2 separate regions of the Danio rerio genome follow, and region 1 is linked to region 2. The links are chromatin contacts, called in public Hi-C maps. All regions are on one chromosome and are shown on one strand. The core of a region is the stretch at or near the end of the contact, and the rest is flanking DNA. Distances in the headings are between cores, read along the strand shown. Region 1 holds the start of nrp2b (neuropilin 2b). Region 2 overlaps nrp2b (neuropilin 2b).

Evidence for each region. Hi-C and Micro-C count contacts between places; a contact is called where the count stands out from the background.
Region 1: a Hi-C map of an unstated tissue shows a contact between it and region 2, with 2.7 times the contacts expected there. The contact joins the promoter of nrp2b here to the enhancer-like site in region 2. A contact is called at or near these places in 2 of 18 Hi-C or Micro-C datasets (caudal fin and an unstated tissue) and 1 of 4 datasets of contacts at active chromatin or transcription factors (embryo).

The regions. Positions count from the first base shown.
Region 1 is chr9:14,683,182-14,687,343 of GRCz12tu, reverse strand. nrp2b (neuropilin 2b) reads left to right here and starts at 1,427. Exons shown (of 17, transcript NM_212966.1): 1 at 1,427-2,078. The coding sequence starts at 2,009.
Region 2 is chr9:14,578,782-14,582,992 of GRCz12tu, reverse strand. The region is part of intron 10 of nrp2b (neuropilin 2b); the gene reads left to right. Among named protein-coding and RNA genes, the nearest start is that of abcb6b, 67 kb to the right of the region's middle. Within about 2 kb of position 2,607, at least 3 of the 62 cell types and tissues checked have an H3K27ac peak or open chromatin away from gene starts, as enhancers often do.

The DNA of each region.
Region 1 (4,162 bases), core at 178-2,677, 110 kb before region 2:
CTGTGTGTGTGTGTGTGTTTATTTTCAACAGTGCATCAGTCAGAAGGAAAGAAAAACAGATGTTTTTAGTTTCTGTCAAACATCTGTCGTCATGGAACGTTTACCATTGGATTGTTCGGTTTCTTGTATTTTTACACAGAGTTTGACCCCCGTACCCTTGTTGATCTTTCCTTGGCTTTCTGTCAGAAACATTTGCATTAATTCAACCTCAGCCACACATTACCATGCACAACGCCTTACCTAATGTATGGCTCAACTCAGCTTTTTTACTTTTCTTCTTAAAGTCAACTGGAGGGCATCAAAACTGCTAGCTCTCTAACATCAATCATGGATCACATGGTCAAACTTAATGGCAGCTTATGCATAATTATCATAATTACAACAGTTTCAGTCTGTTGTTCCCCCTATGTGGTTCAGTGATATAGCATTTTTTCCGGTTTATTCTACAATAGTTTTTTTGTTTTCTGAAACATTTCATTTGCTGTCAAGATCAGTGTTTTTGTTCTTTTCAAACAGATTAACCTTATAAAAACTTTTTTTTTTCATTCATATGATTACATAATTACTTAAGTTACGTAGTTAAAAGTGTATAAAAGTATTTTATTTTACTTAGATGCACAGGGATTATTTGTTTTGATTTTTTTTAGTGCCTTAACTTAATACTTTTTATTTCAATCAATGCAATCAAAGAATATCACCAATATGTTGGTGAAACATAAAATTATATCATTAGGTTATAATTTAATTTTATTATGTCGTCAAGCAGTTTTGACATGTTTATCCTGCAATACTTTGTTTTTGTTTTCTGAAAAGTTTCTTAAGATTTTTAAAGAGTTTTGGTATAGTTGGGCAATTGATAAGTTCCCAAATCTAATTAATTGTTTATTGATATTTCTTTTATTTTTTCAAAAAGTAGTTTTGACCTAAACTTATTCTACAAAACCTTTTTTGTTTGTTTTCTGAAAAGTTTCTTAATATTTTAAAGGGTTTTGGAAAAGTTAGGCAATTAATAAGCTGCCAAATCTAAATAATTGTTAATTAATACTTCTTAATTTTTTTTCACAGTGCTGTGAATATTTGAAAACTTTGATCTAAAAAAGTCGCTTTGTTCATTAATGAGACGCTAAATATTTAAATGAGACTTTAAAAGGACTTTTTAAACCTCATTATTTGTCAGCGTGTAGCCTACATCGTCTACCACCTTGAAGAAACTCTCCAAACCACCTTGTGGTTTCGCACAGCCACGAGCGTTTGACGAGCCCGTGTGGCTGTGGGCGCTTGTGTTTCCCTCGCTCGCCTTTTTATAGCGTAACTGCGGGACTAGTGGCTGGTCTTTAATCAGAGACTGGAGAGGCGGGCCGAGGTGCTGACTGTAATGCGATAGCTGCGCCCGTCCTTAATGCTATTACATCCACATGCTGCTGCCGCGCAAGACTCAGCGCTCAAACGCAGAGACGCGCAGTGCCAAAGAGACAGCGCGCGGAGGATCTCTATCCCAAGACTTCAGTCACGGACCCACTGTACGGAAGACCACATCCGAGCTGCCTTTCTCTGATAGTGTTTCTCATATGCGAGTTATAGAGCGCTTGGTGGTGGATTCTGAGGCGACAAGATCGGGAAAACGCTCCATGTCACTTGGGTTGGAAGGCGAGAGAACGCGCGGCTCACCTCACTCCTCGTTCACTCGCGCGCCGCTGTAGCTCGAGGAAATCAAGCCAAAATATGTTTTCGCTCTGAACTCTGGCTTTTAAAGAGAAAGCGGTTTAGCCTTTTTTGTTTTGTTTGCGTTGCTTTTGTTTAGGATACAACCGGAGATGTTAAACAGCCTGGGTTGAATTTACGCATCCAGCATTTTGAAGCACACCGAGAAATCAAGCGGAAGATATTGTAATCGGACTCAAAGACACAAGTGGATACAACATCAGTGGAGAAGAACATTTACAAAGAACATCACAAGAACTTCAGCTTTTTCCTCTACGCGCGCTGGGTGAACATTCACCCAGGAAAGATGGATTTATTCGCAAAGCTCTGTGGATCTTTACTTGTCTTGTGTGCGGCATTAGTTTATGGACAGGAGGGTAAGTTCTTGTTTTTTTATATTTTCTCTTTTTTTAGTTGTATTTGTCAGTGCAGGTTCGAATTCACGCTTATGTTTTTACGTGACAATGTAGTAGGCATATAAGCTGTGTATTAAATTATTCATAATTATAGGCATTTATATTGAATTTTGACTAGGTATATTTTCGTACCTAACTGTCAGACAAAAAACGCCAAAATGTGCAACATTTAACATTTATTATTAACCCTGGCTGGAAAATGAGGAAGAAGTAAACTAGCAAACTGAAAGGACGAGCCTCTCGTATTCTAGTTCCAGTTTGTTTTAGTGTGATTTTGGTGAAAGCTCATCTCGTGCGCTGGCAGTCTCCTGCCCGCTGGAGGTGACGCGCGCTCGGCATGAGCACCCACAAACGCTACGCTTCATACTGTACTCCACTATGCTTTCCAAACACCAGTTTTGCATTTTAAATAACTATGTAATATGATTTCTTGTTTTGTTTTTAAGAATAGATTTTTTTCTTCAAAAACGCACATATGAACTCCTGAGTAAATTACGCAGTAGATTCCCTCCGCAATACGATTGGGGTCCAAAATTAAGCAACTTGTCACCTAAACCCTCAAACGTATGATATATATATATATATATATATATATATATATATATATATATATATATATATATATATATATATATATATATATATATACCTCCTAATCTACAAAGTCGTAACCCATCATTTACGGTGTTTTTCCAGTCATGGTGTTCTCGTGTCATGGTTACTTAGTCTTGACGACTGTATTTGTGCAGCCGCGGGCACATGAAGCACCTCCAGTGACTATCATGAAGAGGATCAGCGCAGATACAGAATGTAACAAACATTTTGGCCAATGGGCTATATAAATGGTACATACGTTTAAACATAAGCTATAAGTTGATATTTTCATATGTTAATGACCTGGTTTGACATTTTTGCACTAATTGCTGATGATTCTCATTTTGGAAGACAGATTTTCATGCTGAGAGTTTTACTAGCGGGATTTATTATACACTGTCTGACTGATAACTCAATTTTACCAAATATACACTGAGGCATCTATTAACAGAAACAAACTAAGTAACGGTCGCACATGTTCGCAGTTCTGGTGGGAAGCTACGTGTGGCTTTTATAAACGATTTTAAACTTGCGTAAAATAAGTTATTTTTCACGGATTCCCTGTGATTTCTTGTTTCAATTTTAAGAGAAAACTAATGCTAAACAGTTTCAAGGGGACTTTTAAAGGGCCTTTTTATTGTGGTGGTAGTCCACACGTCTTTGTGACAATACGTATGACTAGTTTTATGTTTATCATTATTTCAAACTCATTTTTCTAGAGTCTTTATTATATATCTCAAAAGGAACTACACCCAATAGCTATAAATATGACAATACGAAATAGTTAAACAGCCTTACTAAATATTTTTTAAAGTACTTTTGCTGAGTAGTTATGGAAATAACATGAATAATATAAATTGAGTCATTTCCCGGTCAGAACACATGAGATAACCTACTTAAAGCGGGATTTGTTCACTCAAATATAAATATTGTGTCATCATTTACTGACGCTAATTTTGTTTGAAACTGCCTTCTGTGGAAAACAAAAGGAGGCAAATGGTTTAGGATTGACAGTTTCAGTCACCATTCACTTCTGTTCCATCTTTACTTCAGACAAACAAAGTGAGTGAAGACCTCCAAATGTGTCCCTTTGTGTTCCACTGAAAATCCCGAAGGGGTATAAACATAGACACAAGTGTCATTTTGGGGAACACTGTTTCATTTAAGCTTTGTTCTTAAACTTTTTTGTCTCTTTTGACATATTTTTCCACAAGTAAAGTCCTTTTGGACTAGCATTTGCTTAATTTTTCAACCAAATGTCGATGGAAGTACTGCCAGACTCAACAGATCTGTGTTGGGATCTGCACCTGATCCAAGAGAGAGCTCTCCACGGGGGTCTTTCTAAAAGCCCAGCTATCTCTCCAACACAACAACAGTGCCTTAATTAGTCCTGTTAAGCTTCAGACGGTCTGAATCAGACGCATGAATGCTTTTGAGAGCGGGAGAATGGC
Region 2 (4,211 bases), core at 1,358-3,857:
CAGCACCAAATTTATCTGGTAGAGTGCGGTGATTTACATATGATTGGTACTGTAAGCTAAAAAATCAACTTGCTTAACTAAGAATTATAAGAATCAGTAAGCGATTATGTGAACAAGGTTACAAGACCTTTTTCGTATGAAGGACCAAAAACCAAATGTTAGAGACGTGGGCCAAATGTAAATATACCAAACTATATTTAATTAAAGTTGCTATGGGTAATTTCTCAATTTATTTAATATTATTTTAAACAATAAATAAAAAACATTACCTTAAATGGTATTAACTAGTGCAGTGTAACGTCTTAAATGATAACTTATTGCAATAAAAACGTAAACAATCACATTTATAACACATTCAATGCTGAATACACTAGTCTAGCTGAATCTGCCTTTGACTTGATTTGCTCACCAAAGTCTCTGCTTTGTCAGGTGACAGTATGTACATTTAAACAAAATCTGAAACATTTAGTTTCAGTTAGTATTTAACAATAAAACTTTTGAATTTAAATTGTCGATCTCGAATGGATTCCCTTCATTCTCCTTCTCTTCTCAGATAGGATGGCGGGCCAAATCAAAGGTTACCATGAGCCAACTTTGATCCGGGGGCCCTAGTTTGGGCATCTCTTGTTTAGAATGAGTGTGAAAACATTTTTAAAATGACCTAAAAAGAGGAAGTTTAATAGGTAAAAAATTAAGAATATGCTATAAGATATATGTAAGATTTTTATAAATAAAGGATTTTTGAAAGAAGTTTACATTCACCAGAGCTTTATTTATTTAATTTAAATATCACCATTAATAAACTAATTTAAATATATTGTTGGAAAGCCATCATGGGATACATACCAATACAAATGCAGTATCATTCAAAGCAGGGGTGGGCAGTTATTTGCGGGTGGGCCACATTATACTCTGGGAGTTTTAGAGGGCCAATACAGTTCATTTGTTTTCAAAGAAAAAATTCAGTGAAACTATTCAATAAACATTCATACAAACTAAAGTATTTGTAAGATCAGCATCACAATATCACCTTCATATAAATGCCACTGGGTTGTTTGTCTAATTGCTTCACCTTATTTATTTTTTTATAAATTGATTATTTATTCATTCATTTATTCTTTTTTATGTTCAGTAAGAGAATTCTAGCCTAAACAAGTGCACTAAAGTCAGGTTGAATGTGAGGTGGATATGTGATGTAATGATCATCACCGAGAGTGGATCTGTATCTGCATTTAAGGCATTAATCTGAGGTAATTAGTCTACATTTATTACTGTGTGATTCCATGCAAAGTGTGAAGCTGCCTGGTTGGTTCCTATCACATGATTTGTGGTTTCCTCATGGCACTCTGAAATGTTTAAATTTTTTCAACTCACTCCATCTGGAAAACGTGAGCATGACACGGCATGTGCATGCCTTCCTATTTGCACGCCGATCCCGCACGTCTCCATTTGAAATAACGAAACTGAGCACTCAAAAGATGTCTCATGTGAAAGTAATGCAATATCGGACCTACCTACTGCAAGGCCCTGTTTGCGATTGAATTTAAATTAAATAAATACTTTACTTAGGCCGATCAAAGAAGTCCAGCGGGCCGCATGTGGTGCGGGGGCCGTAAAATGCCCAGGTCTGATCTAAAGCAACACTACCATTTTACTATAGTATTCCATTTTCTAGAAGGACAATTCATTAATAAAAAAAAATAATAAAAAAAACAAATAGGTGGTAATCATTGTCGAGCCTCAAAAACTTCAAAAATAGCTGTTACAGCATTAATTTGACTTAAGAAATGTTTAATTATTATAATGTTGTTGATTGTATCGGAGACTCAAACAAAGGTTTGTAATTTTGACAAGCTTTCCCTATTCAGGTATACACGAGCTGTACTTTTATGGCTACTACTTGAATATCAATTTGGCTTGGGCCCAGATGATTGTTAAGTTAAACTCATGCACTTAAAGCAATGGTCTCAAACTTAATTCCTAGAGGGCCACAGCTCTGCATAGTTGAGCTCCAAACCTCTCCAACTCACACCTGTTTAATAGTCTCTAGCAGTCCTGAACACCTTGATTATTTGGATCAGCTGTATTTGATTAGTGTTGGAGCTAAACTTTACAGAGCTGCAGCCCTCCAGGAATCCAGTTTGAGACCTATGACTTAAAGGAATAGCTCAGTCAAAATAAAAGTTCTGTGGTCATTTACTGACTCTCAACCTATTCCATAAAATGGAAATGTGTCCCTTTTGTTGAAGATCTAAGACAACTTAATGGTACACACTGTCTCTCATAGTATGAAAAAATACAATCTATCTTTCAAGTGTCTGTTTAATATCATTAACCAAAATCTTTTCCTTGTGTTCACCAGATAAAGGGAAACTAGTGTGATATAAATAATGACATTATTTAAGTCTCAGTTCTGGTACCTGTTACCCACTCTTGGTACTAACATAAACACACCATAGCTGGGTGAACAGTAATGTCACAGACTTGACAGAGAGAGTGATGTTCACTGATGACTCTCAGATGTGTGGATGGGGGAACAGTGGGTGTTGTTTTAGGACACAGCGATCCTCTATTGCGTAGGCAGCTGGAGACGGGATGGAAAATTGTTTCCTCTTCTTCACATCTTTTGACAAGGAGAGCGTAATCACTTTTCTCTGCTCTCTGGCTCAACCTCACACTCGCGCCAAGTGCGAGTCTCTCTCACCATCGTTCACTGCTATCTCTCTATCGGGATGAACCCAATGTGAGCTGCAGGACAACAGCTCCTCTCTTCTAGCCGAATTGGCTCTTTGAAGATATCGAGCACATGTTTCTATTTAGTGTATTCCCACTACACAAGCCATGTTTGCACACAGGCATTTACCCACAAAGCCCACATGTCATTCTTCATATCCTCCCAGTGTAAATATTTAGGTTGATCTGCAATCCTCCCCTCCTCTTTTTCCATACAGCACGTCTTCCCTGCTTTAATATATATATATGACAACAGTGCTTTTGTCCTTCTAGAGTACAGTACTGGAATTTTTAACAAGAAAAATTTGGTCAAAACATTAGGCTTTTCTACTATAGCTGCCTATAGTTTTATTTCCATTAAGTTGTTAGGGGCTATTTACACTGGACACATCTTTGCATCTTTAAATGTGAGATGTTATGTTTAGGGATGGTTTTAAAAAGCACTTTCTCTGCCATGCTAAAGTTTAAAAACATTTATTATGCCAACTTGCTACTGTAAACAGAAGTTTGCATTGCTTGCCCTGTCTCTGAGATCTTCTAATTATAGTGGTTTGAAAAATTCGTAATATGTTTATTCCGTCTTCTTCTGAGACTAATTTCTACATGCAGCTCCTTCTAAACCGTTCAAGCTACAAACACCAAATTTTCTCCAGACCTTCAAACTGGTCTGACTCGTGTTGCTACATCTTTTCCAACTGATCCGACTTATGGTATTCAGAAAACTGACTCAAAAAATTCAGAAAAGTTCCATTGACCTAACATTGGACCAAACTTTATGACCTCATAACTTTTACGCTACACTGTCATACAGACTAAAGGTTGGGTTAATTTAACTCAGATTACCAATATGAAAATCACTGATGACCTTTCAACTTACTAGCCACACTTTAGCAACCCCTTACGGCACCCTAGCAACTGTCATTGCCTTTACATTGGACATACTAACAACATACCAATCCATCCTAGCAATGTACCAATCCATACTAGAAACATACTAACAACATACCAATCCATACTAAAAGCATACTAATCCATACTAAACAAACCTGCTAACATATATGTAGTTATCTATCTACTGTATGCCACCTGTTTCAAACTTTTTAAAAGCTTTTACTCAAGTCACCATAAAGTTAGTCTACGAACTTTATTTTTCTAGTTGGTCCAATGCATTGCAAGTAGCATTGATGAGGGGCTTCAAAAGACATGATTGTAATGGTCATGCACATCCATCAAGCATGTGCATTGGAATAGAAACCCTGTTTTGTGTGAATGGCCTCTTTAAACAGGTGGCACACCGCACCATGATACATCTTTGCATTGTTTTCTATACATTACTAAGCAAAGCCAACAGACGCCGAATTGTGGTACCGGTGTGCATAACCTCATAGAAAACAATGTTTACAATTCTAAATCATATGGATTACTGTAATACTAATTACCTAGTACCCTAAGTAATCAAGGCAAGTATAATGGAGTCA